Linked DNA regions of Mus musculus: region 2 is linked to region 1. A link is a contact called in public HiChIP or PLAC-seq data. All regions are on one chromosome and are shown on one strand. The core of a region is the stretch at or near the end of the contact, and the rest is flanking DNA. Distances in the headings are between cores, read along the strand shown. Region 1 has its middle 28 kb from the start of Mir680-2. Region 2 has its middle 21 kb from the start of Gm33235.

What was found. HiChIP or PLAC-seq counts read pairs in DNA pulled down with a chosen protein or histone mark.
Region 2: a contact with region 1 is called in an H3K27ac HiChIP or PLAC-seq map of embryonic stem cells, with 13 read pairs. The contact joins two enhancer-like sites. A contact is called at or near these places in 1 of 484 Hi-C or Micro-C datasets (embryonic stem cells), 2 of 115 datasets of contacts at active chromatin or transcription factors (both in embryonic stem cells) and 2 of 9 other capture datasets (adipose tissue and liver).

The regions. Positions count from the first base shown.
Region 1 is chrX:144,266,840-144,272,318 of GRCm38.p6, forward strand. It overlaps the pseudogene Gm15067. Among named protein-coding and RNA genes, the nearest start is that of Mir680-2, 28 kb to the right of the region's middle. Within about 2 kb of position 2,007, at least 4 of the 459 cell types and tissues checked have an H3K27ac peak or open chromatin away from gene starts, as enhancers often do. A contact at or near this core is called in embryonic stem cells, where this site is marked.
Region 2 is chrX:144,335,816-144,341,317 of GRCm38.p6, forward strand. It overlaps a transcript of Alg13 not described here. Among named protein-coding and RNA genes, the nearest start is that of Gm33235, 21 kb to the left of the region's middle. Within about 2 kb of position 2,811, at least 21 of the 459 cell types and tissues checked have an H3K27ac peak or open chromatin away from gene starts, as enhancers often do. A contact at or near this core is called in embryonic stem cells, where this site is marked.

The DNA of each region.
Region 1 (5,479 bases), core at 757-3,256:
TATAGCTCTGGCTGTCCTGGAACTCACTCTGTAGACCAGGCTGGCCTCGAACTCAGAAATCTGCCTGGCTCTGCCTCCCAAGTGCTGGGATTTAAGGCGTACGCCACCACCGCCCAGCTTTTCTTAGGACTCTTGATGATTCAAGAGAGTTCCACTCACCCCAAATAGATTCTAAACCTACTGGAAGTTCACCTTAATCCATTAGGTCCAGAGCAGGCCTGCCCTATAGGACAACAGAGAATATATAAAGGTGTGGTCTCTCTATAGGGTGTTTCCTGCATTTGTCCACAAAGTTTATTTGTTGAGGCTTGGTACACCTGTACAGAATCGACATGACTCTGCAGTTAAGAGCACTGACTGCCAAGTCAGGCCAGCCAGGGTCTGCTGGCAGATTTCCTGACCTGCTGATGCTTGGAACTATAAGAGGGGATACACATAAAGCTCAAGGCAAGGGGCTGAATGTTCTGTTAATTTTGGAGTAGGAGACAGGAATGAGTAAGAAAACCCCTGGATGGGTAGAAATATCAAATGTATGTCAGACATTGTCTCTGCTAGCTTATGACTTTGTTTCCCACGATACTGTAAAGTCTATAAAGCCTATGAGAATTAAACGTGAGGCTGTTGCAGCACTGACTAGACAGCCATCCCAACTTCTAAAAAATAAAAAAGCACTGACTGCTCTTCCAGAGGACCTGCATTCAGTTCCCAACCATCTGTAATGGGATCTGATGCCCATCTGCTGTGTCTGAAGACAGCTACAGTGTACTCCTATAAATAAAATAAAATCTTTAAAAATATATTTAAAAAAAAAACAATAAATAAAATGACTAAGCCAGGTGGTGGCAGCACAAGCCTTTAATCCCAGCACTTGGAAGGCAGAGGCAGGAGGATCTCCGTGGACTGGAGGCTAGCCCAGTCTACAGAGTGAGTTCCAGGACAGCCAGGATGACACAGAAAATTGTCTTGAAGAACAAAACAAAACAAAACAAAAAAGACTATCCAAATCTTTTGACCATTTTAAATTGAACTATGTTTCTTTTTTTCTTTTCTTTTCTTTTTTTGAAAGGTTCTATATTTTATTACTGGACAAACATCCTAATTTAAGACACAGGCAAGTCGCCAGGTTAAAAATGTTGAAATCCATCTGGTAGGACTGATTGCTGACCACAACTCAGTATAAACCCTTCAGTCTTGCCTTTGTGTGAATCCTTACAGACCCAGCTCCGTTCTCCTCCAGTGTCTTCTCTTAGAGTTGAACCTGTCTTTGTTACGAGTTTTCATCCGGATCCACTGAGGAATAGGGCGATTTTGCTTTTGTTTCTTGGCCAGGAATCGCTTGAGTCGGAAAGTCTTGTGAGAAGACATGCGAGAAGCCGAATCAGGAGGAGTGCACAGCGATGGCGGAGGAGAGGAGAAGTCTATTTTTCTTTTGACTATCAAGACTTAAGAGTTTCTTTTATATTCGGAATATCTTTTTGTATTTAGATATATTGTTTACTTGCTGGCTTGCAACAGGGTCTCACGCTATAGCTGAGGCTAACCTTGAACACTTGGTCCTCCTGTTTCCTCTTCCCAAGTGTTGGGATTACAAGCCTGCCTGGCTCAGATATGTTTTTATCTTGCTTCATAATTTTGAACTTTCAATATGTTTTATAATCAACATAATAACAGCAATAAGTGTATACAAATTATAACTAAATTTGAAAAGTATGCTCAAAGTAAGGGACTTGCATTTAAGAACCATTCTTTTAAAATATTTTTTACTTTCCTTCCTTCTTAGCTCAACTGGGAGCTGACTGACTACTGCAAATAAACTTTAGTTCTTTAGTTATTCCCTATAGTGGGGTTGGTCCAGCTATGTATTCAAATGCTAAATACTGTATCCCAAGATCTGGTAGTCCCAAGACAAGCAAATTCTCAAATACACCAGCTTTTGTTGTGTAAAACTTTCCTCCAAGTTATCCCCCATTGGTTAATAAAGATGCCTACCTCCTGGAATAGGAGAAGAGAGCTGGGTGGAGAAGTTACTGGGCTTGGGGTCTGAGGCAGGGACCATAAGAGGAGGAGAGAGGAAGGAAGTCGGCCACCTATTAGGTGAGTCATGAGGACATGGCATTGAGGGCTGGCTTAATGGAGTAGGAGCAGCCCAGGTGGAACCTGGCCAATGATATCTCAATGATCTCCACAGGGAAGTAGACAACAGAGCATAGCGAGCTGATATCTGCCCAGCTCTAGTGCTTTTATGCTTATTATAAATCTAAAGGTTTCTTTGTCTTTTATCTGGGAAAAATATGGTCTGAAGACAACAAAGGGGTGTAACTGTTAGCATCCTTTCTAGGCTCTGCCCCATAATTACCTGGCAACAGCCAGATGTGCCTGACTCACTATAAAAGGGGATGCTTGCCCCCTCCTCACTCTCTTCCCCCTCTTTCCCCTCTGTCCCTGCTTTTCCCATTTCCCTACCCCCTCTCTCTCTGCCTACTCATGGCCTGCCTCTCCCTGTCCCTGTCCCTCTCCCTCTTCAACTCCCATCCCTACCCCCTCTCTCTCTGCCTACTCATGGCCTGCCTCTCCCTGTCCCTGTCCCTCTCCCTCTTCAACTCCCATCTCCCCCTTCAACTCCTCTTCCCCAAGCCCTGAATAAACTCTATTCCATTTATTTATTTATTTATTTATTTATTTATTTATTTATTATATGTAAGTACATTGTAGCTGTCTTCAGACACTCCAGAAGAGGGAGTCAGATCTCGTTACGGATGATTGTGAGCCGCCATGTGGTTGCTGGGATTTGAACTCTGGACCTTCGGAAGAGCAGTCGGGTGCTCTAACCCACTGAGCCATCTCACCAGGCCCCTCTATTCCATTTATACTATACCTAGTAGCTAGTACCCCAAAGGGAAGGGAGGGCCTCAGCATGGGCCCGCAGAGGCCCTCCCTTCCCCCTTCCCCCTTCCCCCTTCCCCCACCCCCTGCACCATACAGTGTGCCTCTACCAAACATAACCCTGGCCTTTTTCTTTTTTATAAAACAACACTAACAACCTTCAGAATAATATTAATCACAACAATTCCCGTTAAAATATATTTGCAGGGCTGGCAAGATGGCTCAGTGGTTAAGAGCACTGACTGCTCTTCCAGAGGTCCTGAGTTCAAACCCCAGCAACCACATGGTAGCTCACAACCATCCTTAATGAGATCTGATGCCCTCTTCTGGAGTGTCTGAAGACAGCTACAGTGTACTTATTTATAATAATAAATAGATCTTTGAGCCTGAGCAAGCAGGGATGACCGGAGTGAGCAGAGGTCCTAAATTCAATTCCCAACAAGCACACAAAGGCTCACAACTATATGTACAGCTACAGTGTGCTCATATACATAAAATAAATAAATAAACTCTTTAAAAGTGGTCCCTATTTAAAAAAAAAAAAAGGTCCATGGCCAGTAGTAGATGGCAAACACAAAATAAACTGAATGGCATTTTTGGAAGTTCATTGTCTCATAAAACTTTGTAAGGTATTGGGTTTTTTTTCCATTTCATATATCTATATATGTGTATATACATATATATATTTGTTTGTTTTGTTTTGATGGTTTTATGATTTGATAGGATTTCTCTATGGTAAATGTGTGTGTCTCTGCAGCTATACGTGGTCCTTAAGCTTTTTCTTTGACTCTTTTTATTCTGTTTTGTCCTATTTTTTAAATTTATTTATTTATTTTATATGAGTACACTGTAGCTGTCTTCAGACACACCAGAAGAGGGCATCAGATCTCATTACAGATGGTTGTGAGCCGCCATGTGGTTGCTGGAAATTGAATTCAGTACCTCTGGAAGAGCAGTTAGTGCTCTTAACCATTGAGCCATCTCTCCAGTCCATTTTGTCCTATTTTTAATCTAATTTCATTTTGTCATTATTATTTTTGATGCCTATTTATATCCTAATGAGAGAGAGAAAAGAGGGTTGAGATTTGAGTCAGTGTGGAGGATCTGAGAGGAGTTAGAGGAACAGAAACAATAATCAGAATACAAAAATATCATATATATACATATATATATGATAACACAAAACTAACAGTGGAATTGGAAAACAAACAAACAAACAGAAAAGAACCCAAGGGAAGGCACAAGAAATAGAGACCCATTCCTCTCTGGTTATTATGTTCGTTCTCTCTCCTCTTCCATGGAGTTTTCTAAGCCCTGAGGGGAGAGATTTGATGAAGACATCACATTTAGGACTAAGTGATCCAAGGTCTTTCATTCTCTGCATAATGTCTGCCTGTGAATCTCTGTATTTATTCATATCTGCTGCAGGAGTAAACTTCTCAGATAAAAGCTGAGCAAGGCATTGATCTGTGATTATGAGTCATTTTGTTGCCACTAAAAAAAAATAAAAAACAGTAGTTGTGGTGGTTTAAATATGCTTACCCATGGGAAGTGGCACTATTAGAGGTGTGACCTTGTTGGAGTGGGTGTGGCCTTGTTGGAGGAAGTACATCACTGTGGGGATGGGCTTTGAAGCTCTACCCAGTGCAGAAGAATCAGTCTTCTCCTGGCTGCCTTCTAATTAAGATGTAGAACTCTCAGCTCCTTCTTGAGGACCATGGCTGCCTAGATGCTGCCATGCTTTCTACCATGATGATAATGGACCTAAAGTCTGAACCTGTAAGCCATCCCCAATTAAATTTTGTCCCATATAGCCGGGCGTGGTGGCGCACGCCTTTAATCCCAGCACTCGGGAGGCAGAGGCAGGCCTGGTCTACAAAGTGAGTGCCAGGACAGCCAGGGCTTCACAGAGAAACCCTGTCTCAAAAAAAAATTGTCCCATATAAGAGTTGCCTTGGGCCAGGCGTGGTGGCGCATGCCTTTAATCCCAGCACTCAGGAGGCAGAGGCAGGCAGATTTCTGAGTTCAAGGCCAGCCTGGTCTACAAAGTGAGTTCCAGGACAGCCAGGGCTATACAGAGAAACTCTGTCTCAAAAAACAAAAGCAAAACAAACAAACAAACAAACAAACAAACAAAAAGAGTTGCCTTGGGCTAGAGAGATGGCTCAGTGGTTAAGAGAACTGACTGTTCTTCCAGAGGTCATGAGTTCTAATCCCAGCAACCACATGGTGGCTCACAACCATCTGTAATGAGATCTGATGCCCTCTTCTGGTGTGTCTGAAGACAGCTACAGTGAACTTATATATAATAAACACATTTTTCTTAAAAAGTTACCTTGGTCATGGTCATGATGTCTCTTCATAGTACTGGAAACCCTAAGACAGTAATATTTGGTTTTACCCTAGGTTCATGGCCTATTTATTCTCAAGTTCTTGGTCATTCAAGCAGTGTCAGGTATGCATTCCATCTTGTTGAGTGGGCCTTAAATCAGATGTTGGTTGGTGACTCCAACAAGCTTTGGGCCACCTTTGCACTAACATATCTTACAGGCAGAACAGTATTGTGAGTCAAAAGATTTGTGGCTAGGTCAGTGTT
Region 2 (5,502 bases), core at 1,561-4,060, 70 kb after region 1:
CTGGTGGGCACCTGTAGGACAGAAACCTTTTGGGAATTCAGGGAGTGATCTCAAAGCTCTTTGTGTGGAGTAGGCTGTTTTACACACGTGAGTCTTTTTGTAATTTCCTTTGCTGCCTCTTGAAGTAGCTTTCCGGAGCTCTTTAGATTTCCAGAGTTCAGCTGCTTAGTCCCTCTTTATGCCTTGAGCTGATTTTGTGGTCCCACCTTTCTGTAACTGTTTCCCTTCTTCCTGCATTGTCTTCTCGAGTTTCTTACTCTTTGGAGCATCTGCTCTTCGTTTTTGTGTTTCCACAGGGTCCTGTCTTGTCCTGCGCCAGTCAGCCTCTTGCTTGTGCTTCTGGGAAGTGCCAAGATTCTGCAGCAACTGCCTTCTGCCTAGACCTTGAGCTGCTTCGGATACCTGCCTACACAAGCTCCAGTACTTGTGGCCACTGCCTATTCTTACCTGCATTCTGTGTTTTCCTCTTTTCCACCCCTCTCTACCTTTCTCATCATCCCATGCACAATGCAAAAAGGATGGAAAAAGTACTGCGGCCAGAAGTCTTTGAATGAGGCATCAATGGATGAATATTTAGGCAGTTTAGGGCTGTTTCGAAAGGTGGTTGCCAAGGATGCCTCTTGCCTCTTTCGTGCTATTTCCGAGCAGGTAAATATAAGTGTGACAAATGGATGATGTTTTGTTTTAAGATTTCAGGGTGAGATGTGGTGTGGTCCAGTAGTTCAATCTGTAGAGTAATGAAAGAAACAAGTATGTATTTTCTGTTTCTTAGTGAAAGTATCCAGGCCTTGAGAAGTACAGATTGGAATACTGTGCTGTTGTTGATTAGAGCAAATACGGTTCTCCTGTGGCTACTTTTTTTTTTTTTTTTTTTTTTTTTGCTTTTCATTGCCAGTTTGTAATCGGGGAGGGGTACATTAATGTGAGGTTAAGGAAAATATTGAAATTAATCTCAGTCCTTGGTAAGCATGCCCTACTCCTTTGTTTATGCATAAGAAAACGATTTATAGCTTGTACCCTTACAAGTTGAAAGTTGAGGTTGAAAGTCCAGGATAGAGTCATTAGCCCTTAATCTCAATAAAGATGACCATTTTTTAACATAAGGAGGCATGGCTTCTTTGCCTTTGCCTAAGATCAGGTGTAGTAGCAGCTGCACTTAATTTCTCTGTTTCCAACATGTGCTCTAGTTTAGGAAACTTGTGTCTAATTCATTGTCTTAATTTAGGAACGTCTATTTGAAATGACATGGCAGTGAGCTAGTCTTTTTTTTTTATAGTTGTTTCACAGCCAGATCCATCATTTACAGATCAGGAGAGCTTGTGTCTCATATATGAAGGAAAACCAACAAGCTTTTGAGTCTGTAAGTAGAATATATGCACTGAAGAGAGTTGTTGGTAATGTATATAGTAAGTGGGCAAAAAGAATTACTAGTACCTAGTTATGCTTTTTCAGTAAGCAACTATTTAAATGTCAGCTGACTTGCTAGAGCTAGCATGCTTTTGTACCTCTTCCTCAAAGTAAAATATTGCTTTATGCTGATTAAAGACTAAGAATGGCCTGTTGGTGTAGGTTTGTAATCCAGCTCTGATCTCTCATCCCAGTCCTCTGGATTCTGAATGAGTTGTGAATCCAGTGGGGCCAGTCTGAGCAGTATAGGCAGACTGTCAGAACAACAGTGACTAAAAGAAGTAACAACCCCAGTCTTACCTCTTCCTCTACCCCCGAGACAGATTCCCAAGACCATAACATTTATATTTTAACCACAATTTTGTATTGTTTGTACCACTTTTCTTGTTGAATAGTCTTGTAAAATTTAGTCATAAGAAAATCTTCGTTAGTCTTAATATTATAAATTGTGGAAATTGAAACTCTGCCCCTATGTTTGACTTGAAAACAACCTTTATAGAACATTTTTGTATACATTAAGTAGCTTAATTTTTGTTAAGTGAAGTGTCCAGGTTAGATTTTAAGCTTGTATCATGTGCCTATTTACTACTTGATTCTTTTGTCTGTATATCAATTTACTGCCCTTGGGATTTGTTTTTAATCTTCTCTACAGTGACTTAAAATCCTGTAAATGCTTCTTTAAATTTTGTTGATTATAGTCTTCTTCTCCCCTGGGAGAAATAGCACTGTTGGCATTGAAATGCAAAGCTATGTTCCCCAGCAGCCTAACTCTAGTATTTTGTGCTTAGAGATAACAGTGGAGCTTTTGTTAAACTATGAATTCTGATGCTGTACCTTTGTGCTGAGGCTTCAGATTTCTGCATTTTAAACAAACTTGTAAATTAAGGGTGTAGCTTCCCTGACCATATTTTGACTAACAAAAGATGTGTAAAACACCCTGTTAAAAGCCTGCTCTTCCATCCCCTCAGGTAAAGTTTATGCTTTGTTTATACCAGCCTGTCTTTTTTTTTTTTGGAAAACTAGTAGGGCCCAAGGACACCTATGGGTGTGTTAGATAAATTCATTATCTTCAATGTCACTTACTACAGTAAGGTAGTTTCAGGGTCAAAATTTGCCCTATTTTAAGTTACTCCCATTAATGCATGATAGTTCATAAGTTATCTCAGCTGACAAAATGAGCCAGTTCAAGTCAAATTATTGGTGGCAGCTCTAGAGCTAGTTCTCAGACCTCACAGGAGGGGGTTAGTGAAGTGGAGATTGAAAGTGGGTAGAGAGGGAGAGTTTGAGCAAGCCAGTGCCAGAGGGGGAGGGGAGGGGAAGGGAAGAGAAAAGGATTGCACTGTGTAGACAGAGATGGGGGGTGGTGCAGAAAGAGGAAAAGAGACTTGCTCAGAGAGTTGTGGAGAAATGGGAAGTGAGACAAAAGTTCTAGATTATATAGTGAAGAGCAACTGGGTGAGAGGGAAACTCAGCCACTGGGTTGTTAAGTTCAGCATGGAGGGCAGGGTATGCCAGCCATCCTCTGTAACAGGTTAAGGTCTGAGGGATGCAGGGAGAACCTGCAGGCCAGGTTCTCTTTGGTATGTTAAAAACATTTGTCTTGGGTCTGAAATCCAAGAGAAGTATATTATCATCTCAAATGAAAGGAAAAATCTCTTGTGAGATGGTGATAAGTGTAGAATATAATTGGATTGCCATAATGCTATGATTTGGCTAAGTCAAGTTTGTTTTGTTTTTGAAGTATGTGGAGGGATCTTTTGAGAAATATCTGGAACGGTTGGGAGATCCCAAGGTAAGTTCAAATATCATCTTCATAGTTGTTTGAAATAATTACCTAAACATAAATACATCTATGGCTATAACGACTCAAAACTGTATCAAGGGAAATAATGTAACATGCAATGGCCTGTTTTGTGTTGAATATTGAGAATTGTGTTTAGTGTTTCTATGGTCTCCTGAGAATATACACTGATTGGGAAATGGACAGTGTTTAAATAAAACTTTTTCACTTAAGTGGGAAAGAAAGGTGGTAATGTTACTGAGATTTTATTTATTTATTTATTTATTTATTTATAAGACAGGGTTTCTCTGTATAGCCCGGGTTATCCTGGAACTCTGTAGACCAGGCTGACCTTGAACTCATAAATCCGCCTGCCTCTGCCTCCCAAGTGCTGGTACTAAAGGTTTACGCCACCACTGCCCAGCTATTATTTTTTTTTTAAAAGTCAAAGTTTCCAATTAGTAGTTATTTTTTTGTTGTGGTAATCAAACTCATAATATAGAAATTTTTGTTAATTGGTTTTTACTTAAATAGACATTTACTAAATATTCTGCTATCTTTTTAAAAATAAGTTACACTTTTATGCTTTTATGGCTAAGAAGAGCTATGGGTTCATTATTTTGAATTGTTTATATTATGGAGTAGCTATCTTAATTTTCTAAAATTCATGCTGAATACTACTTAATAGTTCTAAAATGCTTTTCAAAACTCTTTATATTTAGGAGAGTGCTGGCCAGCTGGAACTAAAAGCTCTTTCTCTAATTTATAAGTAAGTTGTATCAAATAAAGGGACCAAAGGTAGAATGTAAGAGGGAATGTATAAATATGAATGGAAATGATGTCTGTCAGAATCCTTTTAGAACTCATTAAATTTGAGAGTTAATAACTTAATAATGTAGGATAAAAAGGGTTAAGCTAAATCTATTTGATAACAGTTTTGGGGTGGATGACCTTGTTATTAGTTCTGTCCTAGAATTTGTGGCTGTTTGTTTGTTTTTGTTTTTGTTTTTGGTTTTTCTATATAGCCCTGACTGTCTTGGAACTCACTCTGTAGTTCCAAATTCGCCCGCCTCTGCCTCGGGAGTGGTGGGATTAAAGGTGTGCCCCACCACGCCCGGTTTGAATTTATGGCTGTTTAAAAGGTAGGCAGGTATGTTATTGGGACATGGCTATGATACTAGCTAGCACTGAGCAGGGAGGCAGCGGCAAGACAATCTTGATTTCAAAACCACACTGGACTATACAACAAGATCTTGCCTTTAGACAAACTAAGAGACTGAAAATGCTGAACTGGTAATATTTCCTGTAGGAAATTAGAATAGCTATCTTCTAAAACTTTTTAAATACTTAATATTTTTTATATGTTGTCATTAAGGCAATGTGTTCCTGGTCCTTTGAGACAGGGTTTCTCTGTGTAACAAACTCTGGCTGTCCTGGACTAGCTTTGTATAGACCAGGCTGGTCTCGACCTCACAAAGATCTGCTTGCTTCTGCTTCCCAAGTGCTAAGAGTAAAGGCCTGTGTCACTTTGCCCTGCACAGTTTCACTTGTAATGTTAAAGTGTGGGGCAAAACTTTTAGTTAGTAGTTGAATGATCCTTCAAATTGCCACATTATATTTTGCTGTTAACACTTCATGGGGAAATTAAGAAAAGTTAAAAGGCTATTTCATTTATACTAAATCTCTTCCCATCTACCTTTGTTTTCTATCTGTATAGTCGAGATTTCATTATTTATCGTTATCCTGGAAAGCCACCAACTCAAGTCACAGATAATGGCTTTGAAGACAAGGTAGGGAGATGAATGCTAAGATGATGCCAGCTTACCCCAATATTTAGAAATAACCCTTTTGACTTAATTAGTGAAACTGTAACCATAGTCTTGAAGCCCAGTGCAGTGGCATTGTGCTAGTGAATAACCTGATTATTGTGTAACTGGTAATATTTTATGTAAGTAACTGTTCCTTCTCTAGCCTGCTGTCCTCATTGGTATTAGCTACTTTTTTAAAAAAAATTATCTATTTTATGTATATGAGTATACAGTAGCTGTCTTCAGACACATCAGAAGAGGCATCAGATCCTATTAGAGATGGTTGTGAAGCCACCAGTGGTTGCTGGGATTTGAACTCAGAACCTCTGGAGGAGCAGTCAGTGCTCTTAACCACTGAGCCATCTCTCCAGCCCCACCAATCTTTTTCTTTTTTTTTTTTTAGGTTTTTTTTTTTAGTTTTTTTTTTTTTTTTTTTTTTTTTTTTTTAATAGTTTTTTCGAGACAGGGTTTCTCTGTGTAGCCCTGGCTGTCCTGGAACTCACTCTG